Regions from separate parts of the Sus scrofa genome. Here all the other regions are linked to region 1. Evidence: chromatin contacts called from public HiChIP or PLAC-seq data. All regions are on one chromosome and are shown on one strand. Each heading gives the region's core, a stretch centred on a gene start, on an enhancer-like site or on the middle of the called end of the contact. The rest is flanking DNA. Distances are from core to core; before and after follow the strand shown. Region 1 holds the start of ATP5G2 (ATP synthase F(0) complex subunit C2, mitochondrial). Region 2 overlaps ATF7 (cyclic AMP-dependent transcription factor ATF-7). Region 3 holds the start of MAP3K12 (mitogen-activated protein kinase kinase kinase 12).

Region 1 (5,089 bases), core at 2,461-4,960:
TGAGTGCGGCCAGGGAATCAAAGCCCCATCCTCACAACACTATGTTGGGTTCCTAACCCGCTGAGCCACAATGGGAACTCCTGCGCTTCCTTTTTTATTCCCATTCACAATATGTAGTGTAACACATCACACATAGTAGATGCTCAGTTAATATTAGCCAATTACTTGAAGTTGCAAGAGACAAGGGCCATCCAGGAAGAATAGATTTATGCCATTTATATTTAAACTGAAAGAGAATTTAATCATCATCCAGCATTTTCCTACCATTTGCAGTCGAGAAAACCGAAGTCGAGAGAGGTCAAGTGATTTACTCACTCAAAGTCACATAATTAATTAGTAATAGGTCCCAAAGCTAGATTCAGATCTCTAACTTGCTGAACTTAGCTCTTCACAATATATCACAAGGACTTTTATTTTCTTTTTTGTCTGTGTGTTCCTTGGCTTGGGAGCCAAGAAATGGCAGGGACCAAATCTGTTCATACTGTTTCTGGGTAAATATGTAGGGCATGTACAAATTTGTCTTACAAAATCAAAGGAACTTGGGTTCTTCCCAGCAAAAACTTTGTTTGACCATCCTTCTGTCACCCACCCTCCCGCTGATCCCTCTCTTGGAATCCTGGATTCTAATGACCCTTTTCCTTCTTCCATCTACTGTTTTCTTTCTCCAGGAGGAGGGAGGTTTACTGATGGCTCACAGTCCTGCTGTCCTGGGAACTGATTTAGCAAGAGAATGTAGACAGTCCTTCAGTCAGGGGAGTTGCCTGGTGGACTAGTGGTTAGGACTTGGCACTTTCATAGCTATGGCCTGGGTTCAATCCCTAATCAGGGAACTGAGATCCCACATCAAGCTGCTGCATGCTGTGGTCCAAAAAAAGTAGAAAGAAAGAAAAGAACATCCCTCAGTCAGTGCTCACCAGCCCCAGAAGCTTGAATTTAACAATCATAAATAAACAAGTTCTCGTGGTGGCACAGTGGAAAGGAATCTGCCTAGGAACCATGAGGTCGCAGGTTCGATCCCTGGCCTTGCTCAGTGGTTTAAGGATCTGGCATTGCGGTGAGCTGTGGTGTAGGTCATAGACATGGCTCAGATCCTTCGTTGCTGTGGCTGTTTTGTAGGCCGGCAGCTGTAGCTCTGATTGGACCCCTAGCCTGGGAACCTCCACAGGCCTTGAGTGTGGCCCTAAAAAGCAAAAAAAAGCAAAACACACACACAGACACACACAAATCATAAATAAATAGAGGAGCACAAGACCCAAGAATAGTCCTTATCGGTAGTACAAAAATACCAGTTCAACTATACACACTGCCTGTTTATCAGAAAGAAAGAGAATCCTAGCAAGTTAATAATGAACTTAGGGATCACCTACTTCTGATTTTTCCAAATGAAGTCACTGAAGCTTTGAGAGATGTAGGAGCCTGCATTACTTGGCTAGTTACTAGCAGGGCTGGGACCAGATTCCCAGTCTCCTGCCTCCAAGACAGCTGTTCTTTCCATGCCCCACGCTGCCAACATGTGCATCTAGCAAAATGCATCATAAAGTAGCCTCATCTTAAGCCACTGGGAATGAAAAACAAATTATTCGAACCCTTCCTCTTCTCTCTGGCACTTTTTTTTCCCCTTTGTATTTCTGTGTCACAGTTTCTCTCGCTCTCTCTTTTTATCACTCTTCTGTTTCCCTCTTTAATCCCTCTCTGTGTTTGGGTTTCAAATTGAACGGTGGTACGCCTGCAGAATTCTCTTGACTTTTCTTCCTAAGCAATTGTGTTTCCAGTCCAAAGGCAAACATGCATAAAGCCCATCAAGACTCTGTCTTGGTGACCTTTGTGGAAAAGAACTCTCAGAATTTCTATATGAGAGGTGTTGGACCTCCCTCCTAGCCTATCCAGTCAATTAAAATGAGTCTCTAGCCCCTCGGAGGATTGTTAACCAATCCTAAGAAAGAAAAGATCAATCTCATTTTTTCGTCACCACCGTGCAGGGAGACTGCTACCCAGTCAGAATCCGCCACTCACAGTCATTAGAAGAACTGGCCAATCAGGCCAACCTTGCTACATGGTCTGGTAGGAAAAAAAAGGAAGTGATTGGAAAATATAGTTCTGGCTCCACACCCTTTCCTTCCTGGAGCCGTTTTCCATTAGTGAAGTAAAGAACAGACCCTTGCCCAAGCTCTTGGTTAAGAAGAGACCCTTAGATAATGTCCTCTTGGATCATCATATTCTGCTATCTTTAAATTCTCCCCTCCGCACAGACCTCAACTACATTTTGCAGTCTCACCCCTATCGATTTAACCTCTGGCTTCAGACCTGATAACAATAGCCCCCAGGATTCTTAGCCCTCCCCACAGATCTCCACCCACTAACCTGTTAAATAACTTATGTGTGATTTATGTAGGTGAAAAAATTCAGTAAGTGATAGTTGAGTCTCTCAGGAGATACCATTGCAAGGAGCTTGCAATAAAGTCTCTAGGGAGCAGAGCAGAACTGAGTTGCAATCCTCCCAAATATATTACTACTACTACTAACACCAAAATAACCATTATTATTACTATTACTAGCACTTATTTAAGCTCTTACTGAGTTCCAAGCACCTTGCTAAAAGTTTCACTTTTTTTTTTTTTGCCTTTTAGGGCAGCACGTGCAGCATAAGGAAGTTACCAGACTAGGGGTCAAATGGGAGTGCAGCTGCTGGCCACAGCCACAGCCACAGCCATGCATGATCCCAGCCAGTCTGCCACCTACACCGAAGCTCACTGCAATGCGGGATCCTGAACCTACTAAGCGAGGCCAGGGATCGAACCCACAGCCTCTTGGATACAAGTCAGGTTCTTTACTGCTGAGCCACAATGGGTACTCCCAGGCTTCACATATATTATTCTACTATTTGCTGCCCAGTAAGCACTATTATTATTCCCAGTTACATAAAGGAAAATCGATATAGTGGGGTTAAACCCATTGCCTGAGGTCACACAGATTTGGGAACCCAAATGTGTGGATCTAGAGCCCAGCATTGAATGGGGGTAATAGAGAATTCAACATTGCAGACTATGACAACTTATCCAAGGAGCCAGCTTTAGCTCCCTCAAGGGTGCCTTCTCCAATCCAACTTTGGGATAGTTAGAGATATCCGAGAAGGATCTACATTGTCTCAACAAACAGCTGCACCAACCGGTTAGTCGTGGAGTCTCAAGAACTGTAGACTTTTTGTCTCCGAGGTTGCGTGGCGCGGTGGGGGTGTCTGGGGACTTCAGAGGATATCCTTGCCTACCTGTCTTTCTTTTCTCCTCTAAGCATCTTACACTGTAGCCTGGCACCTCTTGGTACTTGGTAAATACCTGTTGCTATTTTCGTAAGGATCCCAGCTCCATTCCTCACCTCCCCCCGCCTCCATCCCCACCCCAAGTGAACACCTAGAACTGAAGGGCGATCTGGGCATTTCGGGGGAACCTGTGAGAATCCTCATCGAGCTGGGATCGTGGATTTGGGAAAGGCGGGAAATCGCCCACCCTCCTCTCCTCGCCCGCTTCTCCGATTTCTCTCCACTCCTTCCCCTCCCTTTCAGGAGCTCAGGGCCATAAAAATGCAGATGGAGGATCGGTGTGAAATAACGGGCCCATATAAATCCCTCTGCCGCCCGCCTGCAAGATGGATTGGCCGCATTGAAATTCCTCCGCGAGGATAATTAAACTCGGGGCCTCATCCGGGCAAAATTACATTCCTGTAATGGCGTCGCTCGGGGTCCCGGGAAATTGCTCCGTGGGCTTTCAGCGGCGGTTTTTATCGCCGGCCGGGGTGTGCCTGGCTGCGGCTCGCCTCTCCTCCGGGACCGTAAAGCTGCTGCCGTGATTTATCCTCCCCTTCTCCCAAATCCGATTAAATGGAGGAGCTCGGGGCCGGGGCGCCGCGGGGCCCGGGAGCCGGGAGGGGGCGGCGGGAAGGACGGGGCCAAGGAGGGGAGGACAAACGGCCCCTCAGAGGGTGGCGGATTTGGCTTTATTTACAGCCGCGGCTTTCTTTTTATTTTTTATTTTTTATGGGGGTTTGGTGAGCTTTCCCCGTCTTTCTCGTGCTGCGTTCAAGCACGATGTCTGGACGGCCGGGGTTGGGCATGGGGGGAAATGGGTAGGCCTTGCTGATCTCCCCCCAAAGGGGCCGGTCAGACCCTGTCGGGGAGACAGGAAAACCCAGAAGAGGTGAGGGCCGGGAAGCCCATACTTCCTACCATCGGGGAAAGGACAAGCGAAAGGGCACGAGGGAGAAGCCGAAAGGCTTTCTTGAGAGCACCTCCTGGGGGCACTGCTTATCTCATCTCGCGTAGATGAAGCCTGGGCAGAGGCACAGCCATGCCTGGGGTGACCCTTGCAATCTCACTGCAGGTCACTGGTGCCCGTTACTCTTTGACTGTTGCAGGACTCAGGAAAGAAGGTTTAAGATCAGGGCGCTTGAGTCCTAATCACCTTTAGCCCCTATTTTCTGGTTCGCAGATGCTGGCTTTCTAATAGCTGATCACTGAAAAAAGAAAGAGGGAAATAAAGGCGAAGCCACTAGAAGCAGCTGGAACATTTTGTGGACTCCTTGCCCCTTGAACGGGTTTTCCATCCATAAAGCCAGGGTCCCAACGACCGAAGGCAGGAATCCTGTGACTTTATTTTCTTCCTGCCACATTTTAGACACTGAACCTCGGTCTCCATTGTGTGCTATTTAATACTGACATTCTGGGTAGGTTTTTTTTGGGGGGGTTGGTTTTTTGCAATGTAACTGCGCATGCTCAGAAAGGGGAAGCCAGTCCAAGATCCCTAACGCCGTGCAGAACAAACCGCAGGCCACGTTGCGGATCCGCTTACAGCTGCCCTCATTTCTGCACTCGCTGGTCTCCGCATGCAGTTTCTCCTTTCAAACGCCAGGTGGAGTGGTTGGCCGGATGCCTCAACAGAGCTGGCAGGCGGCGCTGTGGCACCTGGGCCGACCCTCAACGTTGCTATCACTCTATCCTTGGTGGAGCGACTCGTTAGTCCAGGCCGCACATGCGCCGAGGCTTCCTTTCGCTATCCCCGCCCCCTCCCCGCCCCTCTCTGTCTTCTCTGCCCTGGGA
Region 2 (4,776 bases), core at 737-3,236, 140 kb after region 1:
GAACCTCCAATATGCCACAAATACGGCCCTAAAAAGCAAAAAAACAAAAACATATATATACACACACACACACACACATTTTAATAAAATGTGATGTCACAGTATGAACAATAGCTCAGTAAACAAATACACACCCAAAAAAAAGCTTTTTTCCTTATCAACTTAATCTCTTTTTCTCAGGAGAAATTAAAGTCTTAAAAAAAGCCAGAGGTATCCCATTTAGAAGTCCAATTCTTTTTTCAAGGAGGTCTCAGTTTAGTAAAAGTTTCTTTGAAAGCTGAATAGGACTCAGCTTTCATATTGTCTGTACTGGTTAGGTGACAACCACCTGAAATCAGTTTCTCGAGTTGCATCTTTTACCCATTCCCTTTTCCTGATGTCACCACCTGCTTCATCAGTTACTACCACATGTCCTAACATTTAATGACCATATGCTGCCTGAAACCTTGGCCAACAACAAAAGCTTTCATTTGAGTTTTCTTGTTGGAAGCTAAGCCTGCACACCCTCCTGTAACCCCTTCTGATGCCAGTCCCTGGAAATGGTAAAGCAGTAGCTCCCTTGCTCAAGTTATGCTGCTTTCCCTCTTGAGGAAATGACAGGACTTCTTTTTTAGTCACAGCTAATGCCTTTCCTTCTCATTCTTCCTGTCTTTCTCTTGGCCTATTCTTCCATCTCCATTCTCTGCATGTGTTATTGTGTTGCCTATGAGAGAAGAGGAACTTGTCATTTACATGTATTCCAGTTGGCTCAGGACAAAGAGCAAATTGAAAATCACAAGAGAATTTGTGTAAACTTCCCTTAGTACAATGAGAAGCAGTGACCCAAGGCCTCTAGCTCATTAAATTGAGTTTGAAATTTCCTCTCCATTTTTTTTCTTTTGGGAGAGAGCATATTAATCTGAATAAATAAAATCATCTCTTCATTATCCATATAATGGAGAACACGGTTCAGTAGGGCCTAAAGTAGAATATAAGATTCTATTATAAGCTTATGCTTAGTCTCATGAAACTGATGTGAGTTCTGGCATTTGGGAACTGCCCGTGTAGATGTTCCCTAATAGCAACAGATTTAGAAAGAACTTATTTTTGGCGTTGTTGTACATTATATGGTTTCTTTTATACAGATGGTTGACCTTTCTGTATTTTAATTTTGGCCGCTGTTATAAAATTGGACTGTCTTCTTTGAATACATACCAGCTAAAAGAAACGGAAGAGGATTCAGAACTGCTTTAGAGACAAGAGACATCAGCTTGAAGTTTAGAAACAAAAGACAGTCCTTTATGGCCAGTTTGTAACGAGATTAAAACACACTCGTTTTCTCTTTAAAAACAAACAGAGCAGGAGTGCCTGTTGTGGTTCAGCAGAAACGAATCCTGCTGGTATCCATGAAGACGCAGTTTCGATCCCTGACCTCGCTCAGTAGGTTAAGGATCTGGTGTTGCCGTGAGCTGCGGTGTAGGTTGCAGGCACAGCTTAGATCTGGCATTGCTGTGGCAGTGGTATACACCAGCAGCTGTAGCTCCGACTTGACCCCTAGGCTGGGAACCTCCATATGCCACGGCTGCGGCCCTAAAAAGACAAAAAAATATAAAAACAAACAGAGCAAACAAGACAGGGAAGGGGGCATTTCTGAGGATGATTAATAACTAATTGTAAATAAAATATTCTAGTCCATATGTCTTCATGATAGTTCATATCACTGATAGTAAAATCATTTCTCCTTTTCTAAAACTTGTAGTTGCTTTGTATGTATTGCTTGTCCAAATCACTGATTCTCCAGTTTTTTATTCCACAGTCTCCCTAAAAGTTCCCCTGGCACCTCCCTTGATTATGATTTCCCTACCTACAAGATTTCCTGTTAAGAAACAAAAAGTGATCCTAGTTTCATTTTTGTCTGTCTGTCTCAGAAATAATCAGAGTTTCCAACTGAACTGTGGTTTGTCTAAGTATGGAACTGAGAAGACTGAAAGGAAATGGGAGGCAGAATGAGGAACTACTACAAAAGAGAAGCTAAGGGACATAGTGATGAGACTTGCTGTGGTTACAGAGACTGGTACATCCCTTTACCAGATCTTTACCAGATCTTCCTAATCTAACGTCAGGTTTAATTTGGAAAGGACTGACGTTCCCTTCAAGTAACTCTTCCTTCTGGGCCACAGGTCTCACCAGCCCAGCCCACTCCTAGTACTGGAGGGCGGCGGCGGCGCACAGTGGATGAAGATCCGGATGAGCGGCGGCAGCGCTTTCTGGAACGCAACCGGGCCGCAGCCTCCCGCTGCCGTCAAAAGCGGAAGCTCTGGGTGTCCTCCCTAGAGAAGAAGGCAGAGGAACTCACTTCTCAGAACATTCAGCTGAGTGTAAGTGGGTCCTGGGTGATTGTTGAATCTGGAAAGTGAGTTTGAATCAGGAAAGTGGGACAATATAATAGAAGATGGTAGTTCTTTAACTGAAGACAAATCTGAGTAGGTTAAGGATCTAGTGTTGTCACTACAGCGGCTTTGGTCGCTGCTGTGGTATGGGTTTGATCCCTGGCCCAAGAACTTCCACATGCCAGGGTGTGGCAAAAAAAAAAAAAAATTAATTAATTAATTAATTAATTAATTAATTAAGACAGATCCAGAGACTATGCCAGGAAGAATGCAGAAAGACTCTCTCAACAGTCAGAGTTGAAATCTCTTCCCCAAGGGCTAGAAAGGACACTCACCATCTACTCCCAAATCTGTTACTAGGATGAGTCATCCATAGACCCGATTGGATAAAGGGAATTAGATTAAGTGCCCCAGGTGCTCTTTTAAGTTGTCAGTAGAATCTGATTGGGGTAGTGGAACACCCAAAGGGAAAAATGTATTTGCCCCAGATAATGCAGCTTAATAAAAGAAAGGAAAAGCCTCACAAGCAAAAATAGAACAGTTATAATCCAGATATTTTTCTGAAAACTATTTTCCCCTCTTCTGATTAGTTATTAAAAGATTTCATTATTCATTACAAAGGTAATATTTTTATTTTTTATTTTTTTAAAGGTAATGTTTTTGTATGTAAATATATATGATAGACATTCACACACACAACTATAGAATAAAAATAAAGTCCCTCCTCTGTATTCCTTTCCCAGTCTCATTCTCTTCTGATAGATGAGTTTGATGTGTACCTACCAAACATACATGTATTTCTATTTTGTTTCCATTTATAGTTTTTTTTGGGGGGGAGACTGTGCATCTGTTTTAACGTAAAAACAGTTATCTTCTGGACATCTAGCCATAGGTACAGAGGACCTACTTTTTTTTTCTGTTTTTTGTCATTTTAGGGCCACACGCACAGCATATGGAGGTTCCCAGGCTAGGGGTCTAATTGGAGCTGTAGACACCAGCCTACACCACAGCCACAGCAATGCCAGATCCAAGCCGAGTCTGCAGCCTGTACCACAGCTCTCGGCAATGCCAGAGCCTTAACCCACTGAGCAAGGCCAGGGATCGAACCTGCAACGTCATGGTTCCTAGTCGGATTCGTTTCCACTGCGCCACGAAGGGAACTCCCCTACTTCATTTTTTAAAATAGCTGTATAGTAGTAACATTGTATTATGTAGTTATATTATAAGGTATGGATAGTTCTAATGTTTTGCCAGAACAGCACTGCTGCAGTGTACATTATATACAGTTGAGTAGATAGCTTTGTTAAATAGATTCCTGCAGCTAGACTTTCTTAGTCAAAGGACATGTGCATTATTAATTTCGGCATAATCACATTTATCCTAAATAGTAATTTTTCTATTTTATATCCCTGCTATCACTGTAAGCAGATACTGTCATTGAATTTCTGGCTGTAGAGGCCCTGGGCTATCTGAAGCCTTGCTGGATTTTTCCCAGATTCAAGGGAGAAAAATCTAGGCAACATTCTGTCCTCACTTTAGGAATAGCCAGTAGGGGTTCAAGAGCAGAGCATGAATTTTCTTGATATTCTTTTCTTCCCTCCCTCTTCAGAATGAAGTCACGTTACTACGCAATGAGGTGGCTCAGTTGAAACAGCTACTGTTAGCTCATAAAGACTGCCCAGTCACGGCACTACAGAAAAAGACCCAAGGCTATTTAGGTGAGTAGCTCCCAACCTAAGCAGAGTCAGTCAGTAGACTCCTATAATGAGTATCTCAACTGCTTATTATTTTATAACCCTATTCTGACTGTTCTGGGGAGTCCAGACTGATGGGTGGGCTGCTTTTGCGGAACAACCAATCTTACTAAAAATTTTTTTGAGAACAGGGTAGTTGCCCTAATCATCTGTCGTAGTTGGAGATAAAGGGCAGCAGTATATCTACTGGCTGCCTATTTTGTGTGAGACACTCAACCATTTTCCCAGTTCTCTCATGAAATAGATATTACCTCATTTATACACAAGAAAACTGCACTCAGATTAGTCAGCCTGAAGTTAGACAGTTGGTAAAGTAGCAGAGCCAAGATTCAGAACCAGCTCTTCGTTATTCCAGAGCTTCTCTCTTGGCCTCAGGAAGCTACAACAGCAGATGATACATTGGGGTCTGTTCAGTATCAAAATTTGGAGGTGTATTCTATCTTTCTAGTGATGAGCTGATGACAGTTTCAGTTTGTAATCCATGCACACACATAATATAGAGCTAGAAAGAGCTGGTCACAGAGTCATGCTCAGGCTAAGCACAATCCTGAAATTAAAATTACTGTGAATAACTTGCTTATTGACAGGAAGAGCTAATAAATCATTTTCCCTTACAAATTAAAGAATTCATCTAAATGTTGGCTATCAAATTT
Region 3 (4,555 bases), core at 1,788-4,287, 160 kb after region 1:
CTCCTGAGGTCAGACACCTCGTCTGGAGGGCCTTTCTCTGCCTTACTTTCCTCTGGGAAGCCCTTTCTTTTCTCTCAATAAATAGAGACGGTTGGAAAAATAGAAAGTGTAGGCTCTACAGTCAAAGCCTGGCTCTGCCACCTACCAGGCACCTGACCTTGCGCCAGCTATTGAATCTGAGCCTGGATTTCCTTCAACATGAGGCTACTACCACCTACATCACTAGATTCGACTGAGATTTGAGATTAAGTAGGAATTTGGTTAAATACCTGGAACAGAGTCCAGAATAGCGGGCACTCACTCCCCAAATACTTCAATGAGATTTCGGTTTATCTCTTCTCATTTTTTTCCTCTAGGATGGTGACAATCTGCCAGAGCACCTGTGGCAGTCCTGCTTGTTCCTCTAATTCTCCCAAATCCTACCCACCTCACAGACCTGTGCTCCCACTCCAGTGACTCCCCCCCCCCTCCTGAAATCTCTCCTTCCCTCACTGGTCTTGGAGAAAAGGGCTTTAAAAAGACTCCAAGCAATAAAGCCAATGGGGCCCTGTGAATGCACACCCCAGCCAGGCTGCCCAAGCCTTCCTCACCAGTGCAGCTGGTGTCGCCAACGGTGACCCGGAAGGTGAAATTAGGCTGGTGGGCTTGGCCCTCGGCTTTGAGAAGGTCGTACACGGGCGTCTTCCCTATTCTGGTCCCATACTCCTGCAGAAGGCTGATCGGGGTCTTGCCCGGGTTGGCTGCCAGCATTTGCTCTATACTGGGGGGAGGGGCACAGACCCTCATCACACCTCCCCTCTCTGCACCCACCTGGCCAAGCACTGCCATATCAGACCCAGGCTCGCTATGGGGGACATAGGGTCCAGAGGACCTCAAGAAGCCATTGGCTGGGTTCAATGTGGAATAGAGGTGCAGGCTGGTAAAGCAGGGTCCACTGCCCCAGGGCAAGCGCAAAGCACTGTTCCTGTCTCAGTTAAGGTGGGGGAATCCTGTACCCCAGTGCAGGTTGAAAGTGCATGTCCCCTGACACAGTGCAGGCCAGGAACCCAGTACCCACCAAATGCACTGAATGTCGGGGGCATAAAGCCCATTGCCCCAGTGCAGTCTGGGAACCAGGCCAATCCCAAACTAGCTAAAGCCGGAGGCAGTGGCCACTGCCGGGGTGCATGCCGGGAACCACGGTCCACTACCCCAGTGCTTGCCGGGAACAACCCGCAGACCAGGTGCATGCTGGGGCCCGCGCCGCTACTCCCTCCGCACCACGCCACGTTCCGCGCCCTACGGGCTTTGGTACCAGGCGGCTCACCTGGGCAGCCCGCAGCCCGTGGTAGTGCCGGAGCCCTGCTCCTCTTCACTCATTCCCTCCTCCGTCCCCGCGGGCGCCACCGTGACTGTAGCCTCCACGCGCCCCAACACACCGCCGACGAGCTAGGGCCGGGGCCAAGCCCCGAGTCGCGGCCGGTCGGGCCCACCGCGGGGCATGCTGGGATATGCAGTCCCCCTCCCACCCGACTCTATGAGTCTTCATCAGGAGGACAGCTATCCGCCCCACAACTCTCCGCGTGGTCCGCCCAGGCTGGCAGCACCGCCTTCTGGGAGGAGCGGACCCCTCCACTATTGCTTCCCAAGCCGAGGATGTGTTTTTGGTTTGGGGGTTGGTTCGTTTGCTTGTTTTTATTATCGCCCCGCCTCCTTCCCTCCGCGTAGCCTCTCCCCAGGGCTGGGGCTCTGGGCGTGCGTACTAGCCGATTGGCAGCGGCTGGGGGACGGCGCCGTAAGGGCGAACTCGAGCTAGAAGGCCTCCGGATCCCAAGAAAACTACAGAACCCAGGAGCTCGCGCGCGTCATCTTTGTCGCAACTAGAGGGGCAGGGTCAAATATTCACGAAAAGCTTTGCAGCACAATTGGTTATTCCCGAATGGACCTACTTGCTCTAGGTGGATTGCAATTGGTTATTTCACCTAGAGAGGCGGGGACAAGAGAAGGCTCAGCCCCTTTGACTCCGCCTCTTTCTTGAGAAAAGGTTGTGATTGGCCCAGGGGTGATGCTGCTGTCGGTTCCTGGCTGTTTGCGGTCTGGGAGGGTGGGTCCTGCCTGCACGCGGGAGGGGACTATTCTCTGCCCCTCAGAGCGCCAGGCCAGTCAGTTTTAAGTCCAAGTTCATCTCTGTCTCAGTTTCCACTCAGCCTCTGACCTAAACCCTGGCTCTCGGGCCTTCGTCTCACAGAAACGACTACTTTTTCCTAGGTTGTCCTTCACTTCCCTTACCCTTAATTTTGCCCTGCAGCCGGTCGGTTTCCGCTTCTTTTCTAAAGCCTCTTTAGAATGGCTCTAGTGAACTTTTCTGTAGCTGGTTCCCCTACACCAGGAGACCCCCCTATGGAGCCTGAGAATCAGGCTATAATGGGACGACAGGATTAGAAGGACTAAGGCACATGGTGATCTCATTCCCTCTGCCTTGCGTCTTGTGTCTCTCAGCTAAAGAGAGAGCAAGAGAGGATTCTGGCCTGTTAAGACTAATTGACTAATGTGTGTGCAGAGCAGAAGGCGGATGTTGAGGTCCCGAGCTTCATTCCCTCCTCGCCGAAGTCTCACAGCCACTGGCCTGAAAGATTGTAGGGAGAATCTTGTGACCTTGGAGAAAGAGATCACGAAAAAATGTCTGAATCTAATGAGTGTTCTGAGAATGGGTCAGGGAAAAGCAAGTCCCCGCACCGACGGACTTGCTCGGTGCGGGGATGATGGTCCAGAGAAATCTTGGAGTAATAATGAGGGGTTATCCAGGAACACTAGCAGGGAACGGGGATTGAGCTGAATGGATCCCAGGTGGGTGAAACTGGAGTGGTGACAGGGGAAAGAAGGCTGTCAAGATCAACATGACGGGGGGAGCGATGCTAGAGCGCTGGGGTAGTCCCATCTGAGGGGCTCTTGTCTCAGGGTATAGCAGGGAGCTTAGAAGATCGCTCATAGGGGGCGCCTACGGAATCGGTTAAAGGCCGGAGGTGGGACCGCCCCAGGTCACCGCCAGCAGGAAGGTGCGGGGCCCAGACCGGCCAGAGACGAGCCTGGAGCGCGCCGGATGGCAGCAGCGGGCTCCTTTAAGAGGCCGGCGGCTCCAGCGCAGCATCCCCCGCTCAGGGCGTGTCCGTCCCGGGGGGCCGGGGGCGGGGGCCTTGGAAGGAGCAGGAGTTCAAGCCGAGTGAGGACAGGGCTTGGGGTCGGGGGGTGGGGGAAGAAAGCTGAAGCTGACATCCCGCGCTCCCGGACACCGCACGAGCATCGCCTGTGACAGCGCCCCTGGTCCGGTTGAGGGCAGCGGGGGGAGGAGGGAAGGAGGAGGAAAAGGAGGAGGAGGCGGGAGCAGCATCCGGAGCCGAGCTGCAGCAGCGCCGCCTTTTGTGCTGCGGCCGCGGAGCCCCCGAGGTGAGAGCCGGGCCGAGTTGTGGAGGGTTGGGGGTAGGGATAGGTCCGAGACCCGGGACCTGGGTGCCGAGGGAGGGTCGGGATGCAGATGTGGCGGGGTGTGGGGAGGGTGGCGCAGGGATGCTGAGACTGTGAGGATGGAGGAACTGGGGACCTGGACCCGACGCCTGTGGGGATGGGAAGGAGGGGAACCAAGCAGAGGGATGCCGCGGCCCAGCTTGGAGGCTAAGGGCCTCCAGAGCTGAAAAGGAGTGTATGGGTGGGGGTGGGGGGATGATTGGGGAACAGACTTAAAGGACAGGGGGAAAGAGAGCGTCCTCCTCTCCTCCCACTCAACCTCAAGAAGGGGGGGGGAGAGAAGGAGGAAGAGTTTGGGCCCCTCAGGAAAGGGAAGGATGGACAAGGCCTCATGTGCCCCCCATCCAACTCCCTGCCCCCCACACTTAGCAGGCTGCACCTGAGGATTATAGGCAGTGAGCACCTGTTCCTGGATGCCCAGGTGATGGTCATCCTCCCCTCCCCCATTCTTATGTGGTTTTTCTGCCTCCCCTAACCCATGTCCCTGGACCAGCCCTTTCACGAGCCTCCTCCCTTTTCCCTACACTCTGATCAAACTCCTTGGTTTAAAAATAAGCAAGAATCCTTTGCACAGAGTTAAAACTCCTGGGAACCATGGCCTTGGCTGAGGGGAGGGAAAAGAAAGGGCCAGAGGCTCTACAGACAGTGGAAGGAAATAATGGGGAGTCCCTTAGAATTGAGGGAAGAGTCCCATCTTTGAGCTCCATTACCTGCTCCCTTCTGGAAGGAGCAGGGGTCAGGGGTCCTCAGCCAGGTGGAGGCGCACCCAGGGTCTCTCTCCCACCAGGGTTCTCTCCCATTACACCCTGTGGGTCTCTCTAAATACCATTTTCCTTCCAACTCAGAGGATGGATTCCATGGCTCTGGGAGCTCTCATTTTTTCAGCCAGAGGGTCACCCCAAGGGAAGGGGAGTCGGGGGCAGTCAGGAAGGGCCTGAGTGCACCCTGGCTCTTCCTGTCCACATGCTGAAGTTCCTCTCAGCTTTAGGGCCTGCTCTCCCCTATCTAATACTTAAGGATGGGAAAAAACTTCTGCCTGCTCCAGGCTGCCACC

The links. HiChIP or PLAC-seq counts read pairs in DNA pulled down with a chosen protein or histone mark.
Region 2: a contact with region 1 is called in an H3K27ac HiChIP or PLAC-seq map of alveolar macrophages. The contact joins the enhancer-like site here to the promoter of ATP5G2 in region 1. A contact is called at or near these places in 1 of 5 promoter capture datasets (liver), 3 of 47 Hi-C or Micro-C datasets (epiblast stem cells, liver and undifferentiated spermatogonia) and 2 of 2 datasets of contacts at active chromatin or transcription factors (alveolar macrophages and skeletal muscle).
Region 3: a contact with region 1 is called in an H3K27ac HiChIP or PLAC-seq map of alveolar macrophages. The contact joins the promoter of MAP3K12 here to the promoter of ATP5G2 in region 1. A contact is called at or near these places in 2 of 47 Hi-C or Micro-C datasets (liver and skeletal muscle) and 2 of 2 datasets of contacts at active chromatin or transcription factors (alveolar macrophages and skeletal muscle).

The regions. Positions count from the first base shown.
Region 1 is chr5:18,878,554-18,883,642 of Sscrofa11.1, reverse strand. ATP5G2 (ATP synthase F(0) complex subunit C2, mitochondrial) reads left to right here and starts at 3,710. Exons shown (of 5, transcript XM_021091719.1): 1 at 3,710-5,089.
Region 2 is chr5:18,736,556-18,741,331 of Sscrofa11.1, reverse strand. It overlaps ATF7 (cyclic AMP-dependent transcription factor ATF-7), which reads left to right. Exons shown (of 11, transcript XM_013987080.2): 9 at 2,160-2,357; 10 at 3,979-4,087. Among named protein-coding and RNA genes, the nearest start is that of NPFF, 14 kb to the right of the region's middle. Within about 2 kb of position 1,986, at least 11 of the 83 cell types and tissues checked have an H3K27ac peak or open chromatin away from gene starts, as enhancers often do. A contact at or near this core is called in alveolar macrophages, where this site is marked.
Region 3 is chr5:18,715,691-18,720,245 of Sscrofa11.1, reverse strand. It overlaps MAP3K12 (mitogen-activated protein kinase kinase kinase 12), which reads left to right and starts at 3,037. Exons shown (of 14, transcript XM_003126192.6): 1 at 3,037-3,423. TARBP2 (RISC-loading complex subunit TARBP2) reads right to left here and starts at 1,658. Exons shown (of 9, transcript XM_003126194.6): 1 at 1,307-1,658; 2 at 591-760. The coding sequence starts at 1,359.